2 separate regions of the Zea mays genome follow, and region 1 is linked to region 2. The links are chromatin contacts, called in public Hi-C maps. All regions are on one chromosome and are shown on one strand. The core of a region is the stretch at or near the end of the contact, and the rest is flanking DNA. Distances in the headings are between cores, read along the strand shown.

What was found. A called contact is a pair of places that touch in the nucleus more often than the background predicts.
Region 1: a Hi-C map of ear shows a contact between it and region 2, with 2.5 times the contacts expected there. The contact joins the promoter of LOC100281245 here to the promoter of LOC100383151 in region 2. A contact is called at or near these places in 2 of 25 Hi-C or Micro-C datasets (ear and root tip).

The regions. Positions count from the first base shown.
Region 1 is chr2:225,179,058-225,184,095 of Zm-B73-REFERENCE-NAM-5.0, reverse strand. LOC100281245 (omega-3 fatty acid desaturase) reads right to left here and starts at 3,415. Exons shown (of 5, transcript NM_001154164.2): 1 at 2,865-3,415; 2 at 2,723-2,789; 3 at 2,261-2,620; 4 at 2,053-2,190; 5 at 1,373-1,976. The coding sequence starts at 3,337. The coding sequence ends at 1,791. It also overlaps the pseudogene LOC123706504.
Region 2 is chr2:224,983,997-224,989,191 of Zm-B73-REFERENCE-NAM-5.0, reverse strand. LOC100383151 (methyltransferase) reads right to left here and starts at 2,657. Exons shown (of 1, transcript NM_001175816.1): 1 at 710-2,657. The coding sequence starts at 2,537. The coding sequence ends at 1,056.

The sequences.
Region 1 (5,038 bases), core at 2,166-4,665, 190 kb before region 2:
AGGTAACCAACCCCTTCCCTTCCACACTGCACTGGCAGGGACTATCTTCGTCTGTGCTGCTGCAGGTGGAGTTCGTGGCGGAGGATGAGATCGTCGAAATCGTCCTCAACATCCGCATGGACGCCCTTAACATGATCTACGTGCGTCTGCCGGCCCGCCACCACCCATTTCCATCTCTTTCAACTCCCCATCCCCACCTGTTCATACATCTCACGCTGCCGCCGCCGCTGTGCAGGGGGGATTTCGGGCCCTTCTTCCCACAGATTCCCACCAAGGTGCCGCTCTGGCTCGCCGTGGCGCTCAAGAAGCGTAGCAAGTGCACCATCCGCACCCCGGACTGGATGACTGTTGGTCAGTGCTTCCTTCCCCTTTTATTCCTGCTCAAGCGCGCGCGCGCACACACACACACACCAATAACCATCTGTTGCTTGCTTTAAACCGCTTGACACAGGTATTGGAAGCGGAAGGAGAGTCGCCTCGGGAATTCCAGCCATTGCCATTCCACTATATTGAAATTTCTAAGGTTCTATTTGATCAGTGATCACCCATATCTACCCTGTTTCTTCGATTTCACGCTTTTTTTGTACCTAAACCTGGTCTTCTCTCGTTTGTCTCCTGCAGTGCTGGTGATGACATCTCAGATGCATACCTGGTGAGTGTTAATGAATCTCGGTGCGGATTTGTTAGTTGTGTCTAGTAAGTCCTAATCGTATCGAGAGAAAAAAACAATACATATATGTTTACCTCCTATATTTGAGTGTGATACAGGTGAGGTCTCTAATTGAGGACATCAGAGATGTCAGATTCCACAAGGTTAAGAATGGATTAGAGACGATATCTGGACGCACCTATGCCGTAAAGGTAACATGTCGCCCTTAGAAGAGAACCGGGGGTGCTAAAATAACTGGCGTTCGTTCTATCAAAGCTATTATTGAATGCCACTTCCCCTTATTCTATCTTAACGTATCGCTTCATTGATCAGACACCAACAATACCTTATTCATCTTGTTTTGCAGCTCAAAAATCTCTCTGCAATGGAAGTGAACATTGTCCGCCCTTTTCATGGTGAGAACTTTGCAGGCATTCTATAAGCACGATAGTCCACAGATGATTCAGCAAGCAGATAATGTAGGGACCAGAGCAACACTAGTTACAGACCGTGGCCCCCAGAATAAGCTTCCCTTGTAGATATTGTTTCAACTTGCTTGTGGATTCTCGGAGGTAGTTGTCCCCATAAAAAATGTGCCCTAAGAATCTTAAGATGTTGCGCACAAAATAGTTCCATATCAGAAAGCTGGTACATATATATAATTCTATTCTGATTGGTTGGTGACCCGGTACAATTTATAACAGCTTAATACATTGCACTGTATGGACCAGAAAGAAGACTTGGTACCTCGTTTTCTATTTCCATGCATTATTTATTTTGTCAGAATATTCTCATTTTGTCATCAAGCAGCAATACATGATTTGTCAGGAAAAGCCCCATGTCTCCAACTTTTGCAGAGAGATCTAAGGCGCAGGTAGTCCACTTACATTTTGCAAATAATGTACTGCATATGTGAGGACAGCAATAAGCGGAGGTACTGCACATTGCTTTCTTGCAACAGTACCAGCTAAGCATGTGCTAATGAGTCCTGATAGTAAAGCACTGGAAATTGTACTGTAGCTTGTTTTGCCCAAAGAATGATTGACTTATTGTTATATGCAAGTGTGTGGCTCATAGATCAGATCTCTCCGGTAGCCTCTGATCCTTGTGTTTCGCATAACTTCCAGCCTCCCTCAATTAGTCAAGTGAATGGACCAGAACAGCTAATGGTGGGGTCAGTTTGGTAGTAGACGACATCCCCTGTGTCGCTGACATAGTGGTCACGCCTCAAGCTCTGAACCAGATCACCAAGTAGATGCAAGGGGAGAGGGCCAGACTTTTGCGGCTCTCTGTAGTAATTTCCCAGCACCGGCTTGGCTGCCTCTGTCTGCATGCACAGCCTCCATCTTTCAGTGATCTGATATGTGCATTAGCGTAGTGAATGAGATTTAGTTGTTACTTACTGCCTCTATGAGATGGTAGTGTGGGATCTGCGGGAAGAGATGGTGGATGACATGAGTCCCAATGTCATGGTGGATGTTGTTGATCCACCCGTAGTCCCGGTCGAGCGTTGTCAGGCCACCCCGAAGATAGGTCCATTCCTAGTAGGTCCATTAGTTATAGAACAGTTAACTGAAACCTGCATGCAGCTGTGATTTAGCTATATACTACCTTTCCTCGGTACCATGGAAGCTTGTCATTGTGTCCGTGATGATGCAGGTAGGTGACGAAGTCGAGCCACATGACAAAAACCCAGTAGGGGACCAGGTAGAGCTTGAGCATCTGCAGAGGGCCCATGAGGAAGGCGAGGCCAGCTAGGAGTGCGACCATGGCGAGCCAGCACGCCGTGGAGGTGAGCACTTGTTTGCTCTCGCTGGGCTGGAAGAGGTCGCTGGCCGGGTGGAAATGGGAGCCGGACTTGCCGGGGCTCCTGTTGGCCAGGTAGAATGGGTAGACGAGCATAGGGAAGGGCAGCCTGAAGCGCAGCATCAGGACGACGCTGTCCAGGCTCTTGAACAGACGCTCGGGGAGCTGTATAGTCATAGATGATAGATAGACATGCAATGCAAGATGAGATATATAATTATTGCAGTTGCAGGTGGCTAGCTAGGGCAGGAGAGGAGGCGTACGTACGGGATGCCATGACTCGTCCTTGTCCACGTGGCCGTGGTTCTGGTGGTGCGTCCTGTGGCTAATCCGCCTGCACTTGAACATACAATAATATATAGAGCTGCACTGCATTGCATTGCCTGCATTTAACTGACTCGCTAATTACCAGCCGTTGTATGGCACCAGGATGGAGGAGTGCAGAATGTGACCGACCACGCTGTTGAGTCTGGGGTTGTTGGAGAAGCTGCCGTGGCCGCAGTCGTGTCCCAGCACGAAGAGCGCCCAGAACATGGTGCCCTGTGCCGCCCAGTAGAGCGGCCAGACGAGCCAGCTGTCGAGGCGCGCCGCGGCGGCGGCGAGACCCAGCACCAGGACCACGTCGCGCACCACGTAGCCCATGGAGCGCCAGGGGTCCTTCACCCAGCAGTGCTTGGGGATGGCGGCGCGGATGTCGCCCAGCCCGAACGGTGGCGCCGCCGCGGGGTCAAATTCTTGTTGGGTGGCGGTGGCGGTGGAGGTGGCGGGCACAGCGACACAGACGCCGCTGCGGCCTCGGTGCCGCGCGGTACCAGGAACCACAATGCGGCGGCTGCTGCTAGCGGACATGGGGACTGAGACGGAGAGGAGCAGGCGTGCCATGCCGGCTCTCCAGGTCCAGTCGCCGCTTGGCTCTCCTCCTCTCTTCGGCTTGAAATGGGTGGCTGCCTAATCCGATTCAAAAAATCCATCGGCCCCGCCCGCCCCTGCTGTCAGTGTCACCCAACTGGTTTGCCTACAGCCGTTCAGGTCAGGTTTTCTGTTATCGGCCTAGCCACATCGTTAGACCAGCAATGTACTCTATATCCGTTTCTATATCTGTCATCTATAGTCTTTTCTAAAATATTCTATCCTCTATATCTCCTTTTTCTCCAACAACGTCCTATAAATCATGTCCTCTATAAGCAAATATCTATATTAGAGATATTTTTTTAATTTTTTACATGCGTATTTGTTATACTCTCAAATGTATTGTACATATTTTAGTTTTGCTAAACCGATTGTTTAAAGTATTCAAATGGATAGAGAACCATTTAAAGAAACTCTATATATAGAGGATCCAGTACCGTGCTCTAAATTTAGATGACCGTTTAGAGGACACTGTTAAAGAGAGTAGAGGATAATTTCACCCTCTAAATTTAGGGTATATGGCCCTTTATAGGTTATTGTTGGAACTAGTCTTACTGTCACCAATTTGTTTCTAAATTGTTTTTTAGCGTGAGACAACTAGAGAATATGGAGAATATGTTTTACAGTAGTTTACTACTGTGATTAGACCACATCTCTCTGTATATATATATTTAAAGTAGCTTACTACTGTGAGGCTATTAGAAGTCCTGGGTTTCCATAACATACAGTAAGCTCCAGCCAGCAATGCAGTTAGGCTAGTTGGAACCAGTTTATAACGTATACTGATACTAAGGCCCTGTTTGGGAGAGCTTCACTTCAAGAATTTCAATTTTGTTCGAACTTCTTCAACCCAAACAGGTCCAGCTCCACGAGCTTTAGTTTTTTAAAAAAACGAAACTAGAGACCCGTTTCATGAAATTTATAAAGCTCCTTAGAGGGTGCTTCAAAAACACTGTTTTTATATCTCCTCATGAAGCTGTACGAAAATTACCCACCATGCCACTGGTTACGCAACATACAATTTTCGTTCTCTCAAGCGACAACCCACTAATCATCAAGAGTAATCAAGGAAACCCACACAAATCAATTGTACTATAGAAGTTGGAGTCCATATACAAACCAAACGCTCATGGAACTCACCTTAACAATTTGCTGGAGCTGTTTTATAGTGAAACTGGAAAACCAAAGCTGAAGTTTTTGAAGTGAAGCTCTCCCAAACAGGGCCTAATTATGTTACACTGTGTACATATTTCTGCAGTGTGGTACATCGTGTAAAAAAATATGTTTTTTGCTGCATGCACACAAATTTAGGATGATAAAAATGTGGATTGAAAGGAAATAGATTGACATACATGAAAACAAAAAAACTGATTTACATGCTTTATTTTGTCCATAAAAGTAGGATCTTGATAACAGTCGTGCAAGTATGATCGTTGGAACCGGTTTATGATATATACTGACGCTAATTATGCTACACGGATATTATGCAATGCGATATAGCGCGAAAAAAAATCTGTTTCCTGCTGAGAGCACCTAGAGGGGGGTGAATAGGTAATCCTGTAAAATTCAACACTGAATAGCCACAAAACTTAGTTATAGGAGTGTTAGTGCGACTAAGTGGTTGAGAAGCGTGTTCTTGAGGACAAAACAATCATAGAGAGATCAACACAAGAC
Region 2 (5,195 bases), core at 1,408-3,907:
TAAGAGGTATACTAATCACATACCAGAAAGGCAGAAACAGAACAGATAGCAGTAGCATGACAAGGTTCCTTTCATGTTTCCTCCACATCAACATCACTGCTATCTGACAAAAATAATGTCCACACACAGGCAGCGTTGGCATTATAAGATTGAGACCATCAAACTAATAAGATTCAGAGTCGAAACCATAGGATTTACCTGAATGTCCACACACAAGCAACCAGCATTTACATGAATGTCAACTTATCTCTCGGCACCATAAGATAAGATTCGCACCGGCAAATTAAATACACATCTTAATACAACCACGGCCTTCCACATTGTGCAAAAACATCTTATATAAAGCATGGTCTGCAGTCTGCACTCTGCTCCAGCCTCCAAGGCCACAAGACTATAGAGGTGGTAATGGTACTGCTGGGTTACTGAACAATTATTTCGAGCTGCTTATACAAGGCAAACAAACTCTATATAATTTGCTCGGTTTTACAAGCCTTCTCCGCTTCATATCAGGAAAATCTAGGGTGTTTTTTGTTGCCCTTTATCAGAAAAAAAACTGCGTTAGTTAGCATAGCATTATCTCTTTTTCCTAAACAATGTCAATGTATTTGCTAGCTTGCTTTTCGAGAAAAAAAATGTATTTGCTAGCAAACTGGTGAACACCAACACATACAGTAAATGTCATGTCCAACTGCAAGAATATCAACAGTTTACTGTTCATTTGACTCATGTGTTAATAAATTCATTGATCATTCCACTTGTTTTCTCAACAATGGCAATCGCAAGGCACAATGATTTTTAATGGGAATGCAACTAGCCCTAACTACATTTCTTCCCCTTCACTTTGCCTCACTTCTTTAATCCTTTTTAATTAAGGATATATCCTAAACAGCATAAAACAATTCAATTACTCAACTGCTAAGTTTACAATGAAAAAAAATGAATACAGTGTGGACATAAACTACTCAAGTCAAAACCTTTTGTTGCCTGTATTTGAACTCTATCTGTGCTGTGATATTTCCAAACATCTGTACCAGAGAGATTACCAATCAAGCCTTTTACCACCACTGATGCACAAGGACGCCGTTCTCCCGCAGCGAGCTGAAAAGGTCCAAGCACTCCTCGTAAGTGTTGTCATACTTGGGCGACCGCTCACCAGGGCAGCACTTCTGCCACCGATTGTAATGGCACTCCAGGAAAAGCTCGTCGACCAAGCAGATTGCACCCGTGTCGAACAGCCTTGGGATCAAATCGAACTCGGTCCCCTCCACGTCCATCTTCATCACCAAGTAGTCCTGCTCTGTCACAGTCTGCTTCAACCACTCGGCGAGGTCAAACGCAGGGACACTCCTGACCTCGCCGGACATCTTCTTCCCGGTGGTGGGGCGGATGCGCCCCATGCCACGACCATTGGCCTTGGCTTCGTCCTCTTTTCCAGGATCACCATTGATCTCGAATACCAGTGTCTCATTCTTGACCCAGGCTGCATAGGGAAGCAATGTGACACCCTTCTTTGTCGCGTACTCAGAGTGGAACGCCGGGTCAGCTTCAATGGCGAACACCTGGAAGGTGTGGTTCTGCTTAGGGTAGTGCTTGCGGAACCAGCTACCGATGCTGGAGCCGTAGCTGTGCGCGCCAACGTCGACATACACGTACCGGCGTTTGAAGCTGATATCGGCCAGGGCCGGGAGGTACTTGATGTTGTTCATGTTTCTCTTGAGCGTGAGCCAGGGTTTGAGTGGCTCTTCCTGGATCAGTGGCTCGGCATGAGCGAGGAGCTGGAGCCTGTGATCCCCAACCGAGCAGTTGTTCACTGATGAAGAAGTGCCCGTGCCCGTGGACCGAAGATTCTTGTGGACGAAGACAAGTTCCCGGAGTGTGGAGTAGCTGTCGTCCTGGCCGTCGATCTCGCGAGATCGGACAAGGCGGAGCAACGGGAGGAGCGCCTGTATCGAGCGGAAGCTGTAGGCGTCGGCGGCGCTGGACGTGAGCATGACGAGATGGCCCTCGGGTTTGAGGATCCGCGCGGCCTCGGCGGCGAGGTCGGCCGGGCGCTTGGCGGCGTCGAGGGCGCGCCCCGCGAAGACGAAGTCGACGGACGACGCGTCGAACGGCAGTCGGCGGTCGTGCCCCGCGACGACGAGCGGGGGCGCGCGCTTCCTGGCGACGGCGACGGCTCTGGCGACGCCGAGTTCCCGCATCGCGAGCGCCTCCTGCGCGCCGCCGAGGCAGACGGCGCGGGATCCCGGCGCGAGAGCGCCGGCTGCGATGTGCGGCGCGAGGACGGCGGCGTGGTAGTCGACGGCCCTGCGCCAGCGGCGGGTGCGCCAGACCTCCGGCGACGGGACGTCAGCCTGGACGACGTGGGTCCTCGTGGTGGTTGCGACGGTGGCGGCGGGCCGGTAGAGCGGCCAACCGGCGGGACCGGCGGAGACGGCGAGGAAGGCGCCGTAGAGGAGGCGGAGCGCGAGGGCGGCGACGGCGAGGAGGAGCAGGCGCAGGAGAAAGGAGCACCGCCGCGGCGCGGAGGAGGGGTCCATGGTGGTGGTTTTCCCGGGCCCTCGTGAGAAAGGTAAAGGGGAGGGAAGGGGTCCGGTGCTAGTGATAGTGCTAACGGGAGCAGAAACGGGCGAAGGTGTGGTTGGCGCCGACGAGGGAGGCGAGGAAGGGGAAGGTGTAGCCCAGGAAGGTGGAAGAAGAAGAGGGGTAAGAGGATCTCCAACAACATAACCTATAAAAATGCCCTATAATTTTAAAATAAATATATTTTATAGAATTTAAGGCACCAACAAAACACATCGCTCCAACAGTAAAGCCTCAAATCTAGATTATAGGGCAGCCCACTACGGTATAGTATATTTGAGTCATTTGAGAGGGTGCCCTATAGTTTTTTGACAAAAATTTATAAAATAGGGCAATGTTGGAGTAGTTTTTTCTGTGAGCATCTCCAACAATGCCTCAAACTAGTGCTTCAAATTGAAATATGGGGCTCAACACAGAAAAAACTACTCCAACAGTGACCTATTTTATAAATTTTTGTCAAAAAACTATAGGGCACCCTCTCAAATGACTCAAATATACTACATCGTAGTGGGCTGCCTTATAATCTAAATTTAGGGCTTTACTGTTGGAACGATGTGTTTTGTTGATGCCCTAAATTTTATAAAATATACTTATTTTCAAATTATAAGGCATTTTTTAGGTTACGTTGTTGGAGATGCTCTAATCGGAGGATTCTACTACGCCTTCCATGGGTCAGCTTGGGATACGTTAGGGACAGTGGATTGGCTCCTGCGGCGGCGGTGCCATCGCCATGGGATCAGATCATCGAAGACCCCTTTCCCTTGCCGGACTAGTTGCCCGGGAATCGGAGGGAGAACGCGCTTTTTGCCGGTCAAGGCCTGGCTCGCAGCGCTCTTTTGGGCCTGGGATTGCGTCTGTATTACGGTCGTGCCACTCCTCCGATGGAGCGCCTCGTCCTTTCGGAGAACGGGAGACCATGGTTTGCTCGTTTCGATTAAAGATATTTATTTGTACTGTTATATATATAATCTATAAATATAAAATAATACTAGTTGAGTGTCCGTGTGTTGCAACGAAAATATATAATATCAGTATACTACGAAAAATTATATACAAAATATGTGTTATACCGTTATAAAAAAATGTTTTATAATCAATTTGTCATTCTGGCCATACATAAATTTTGTTATTTTAATCTATTTGTTTTACTATTACATTGTAACCATCAGTATCATGCAGACTTTGATATATATCACGATTTGCATGGTCTCATCATTGGAGAGCACGTTCCACACATACAGGAAGAAATTCCCCCGTACATCGTTAGTCATCAGACACGTACCACCATACGCTTTTGCTTAAACAAAAAGGCAAGTGTGTGTGTTTGCGAAGAGAATTAAAGGCAAGTCGGCACAAAAGCTACCCCAATGGTGGCGAGGATGACGAACTGGTCATTGTTGTTGGTCCTCCTCTGCGTCACCTCCTGCGTCAAGATGACGCCACGGTCCTCGATATAGTAGTCGTCGAACACGCGCGACACACCGAGTACTGATGACTCTTGGTTGGGCTGTAAAACGAAGTGTACCCTGGGCTCATCAGCAAGGTAGTGCCCCTGGCCGTTGCACCACCAGATGTGCTACTCTTCTACATACATCATGTTCAACGACACTCACACAACGTCAGCAACGGTCATCGTCCCAACGCACAAGAATTAATGGCCGGTCAGTAGCGACTTACGTGGCAGGTTGGGCTTCAGGTGGACGATGAGCTGGACGACGTGATGGTGTCGTCGTCGAATGCGATGCCCAGAACAACCCGAGAGTCGCCGACGTTGGCGACGACCATGAGGTCCCCCTCTTGACGATGGACAGCGCGGAGCAACCGCTCTGCACCGCGTCCAAGCGGTGGCTGCGCCGGAGCTTGTCGTACATAGCAGCACATGCGGCCACGTAGGACTGTTTCTAGAGGTCGAACTGGCAGTCGCCAAGTTTCTTCTCGTCGTCGATGAGCGACCCCAACGCGAGTGCCTCCTACTAATGGTGTTTGTTCGGGGTTTTCAAGTAAGAAACATGGATTCATATTTGGCGTTGATTTATAAAAATGACTCATAAGTCAGATTCATGGAAAAAATATTACGAAGAATAAATGTCACGCATGCAAAAAAGGAATTTAAGTTGAAAACATTATTCAAACAAAAGAAATTGCATGCAAGGCTCTTCTTTAAATACTACTTCCATCCAAAAATATAATTCAAGAATTTTGGTGATACTTATCTACTACTACGCATTGTGCAAGGGTAGCAGGTGAGCTTGGGGAGAGATGTAGTAGATGTGTTTCCTGTTATAGATGTAGACATACACACGTGTGGTGTAGCGGTAACTACTGCTAGCATTTGCTTGAGAGGTCATGAGTTCGAATCCCCTTGGGACCATGTGTATTTTTTAATTTTAGCCAGACGTCGGTTGTACGGGGGAATGGGAATAGGAATGGGAATGAGCTTTGCGGGGAGGGGGAATGAGAATGAGAGATATAGAATGGTGGCAGAACATGGGAATAGACTGTGCACGGGGAGGAAGGAATCGGAAAGGCAGAACAGGAAATGGTAGAACACGAAATGGGCATAACAGGAAATGGAAGACTACTATTGCAGCCTTAATAAGTAGTAGAGATAGTAG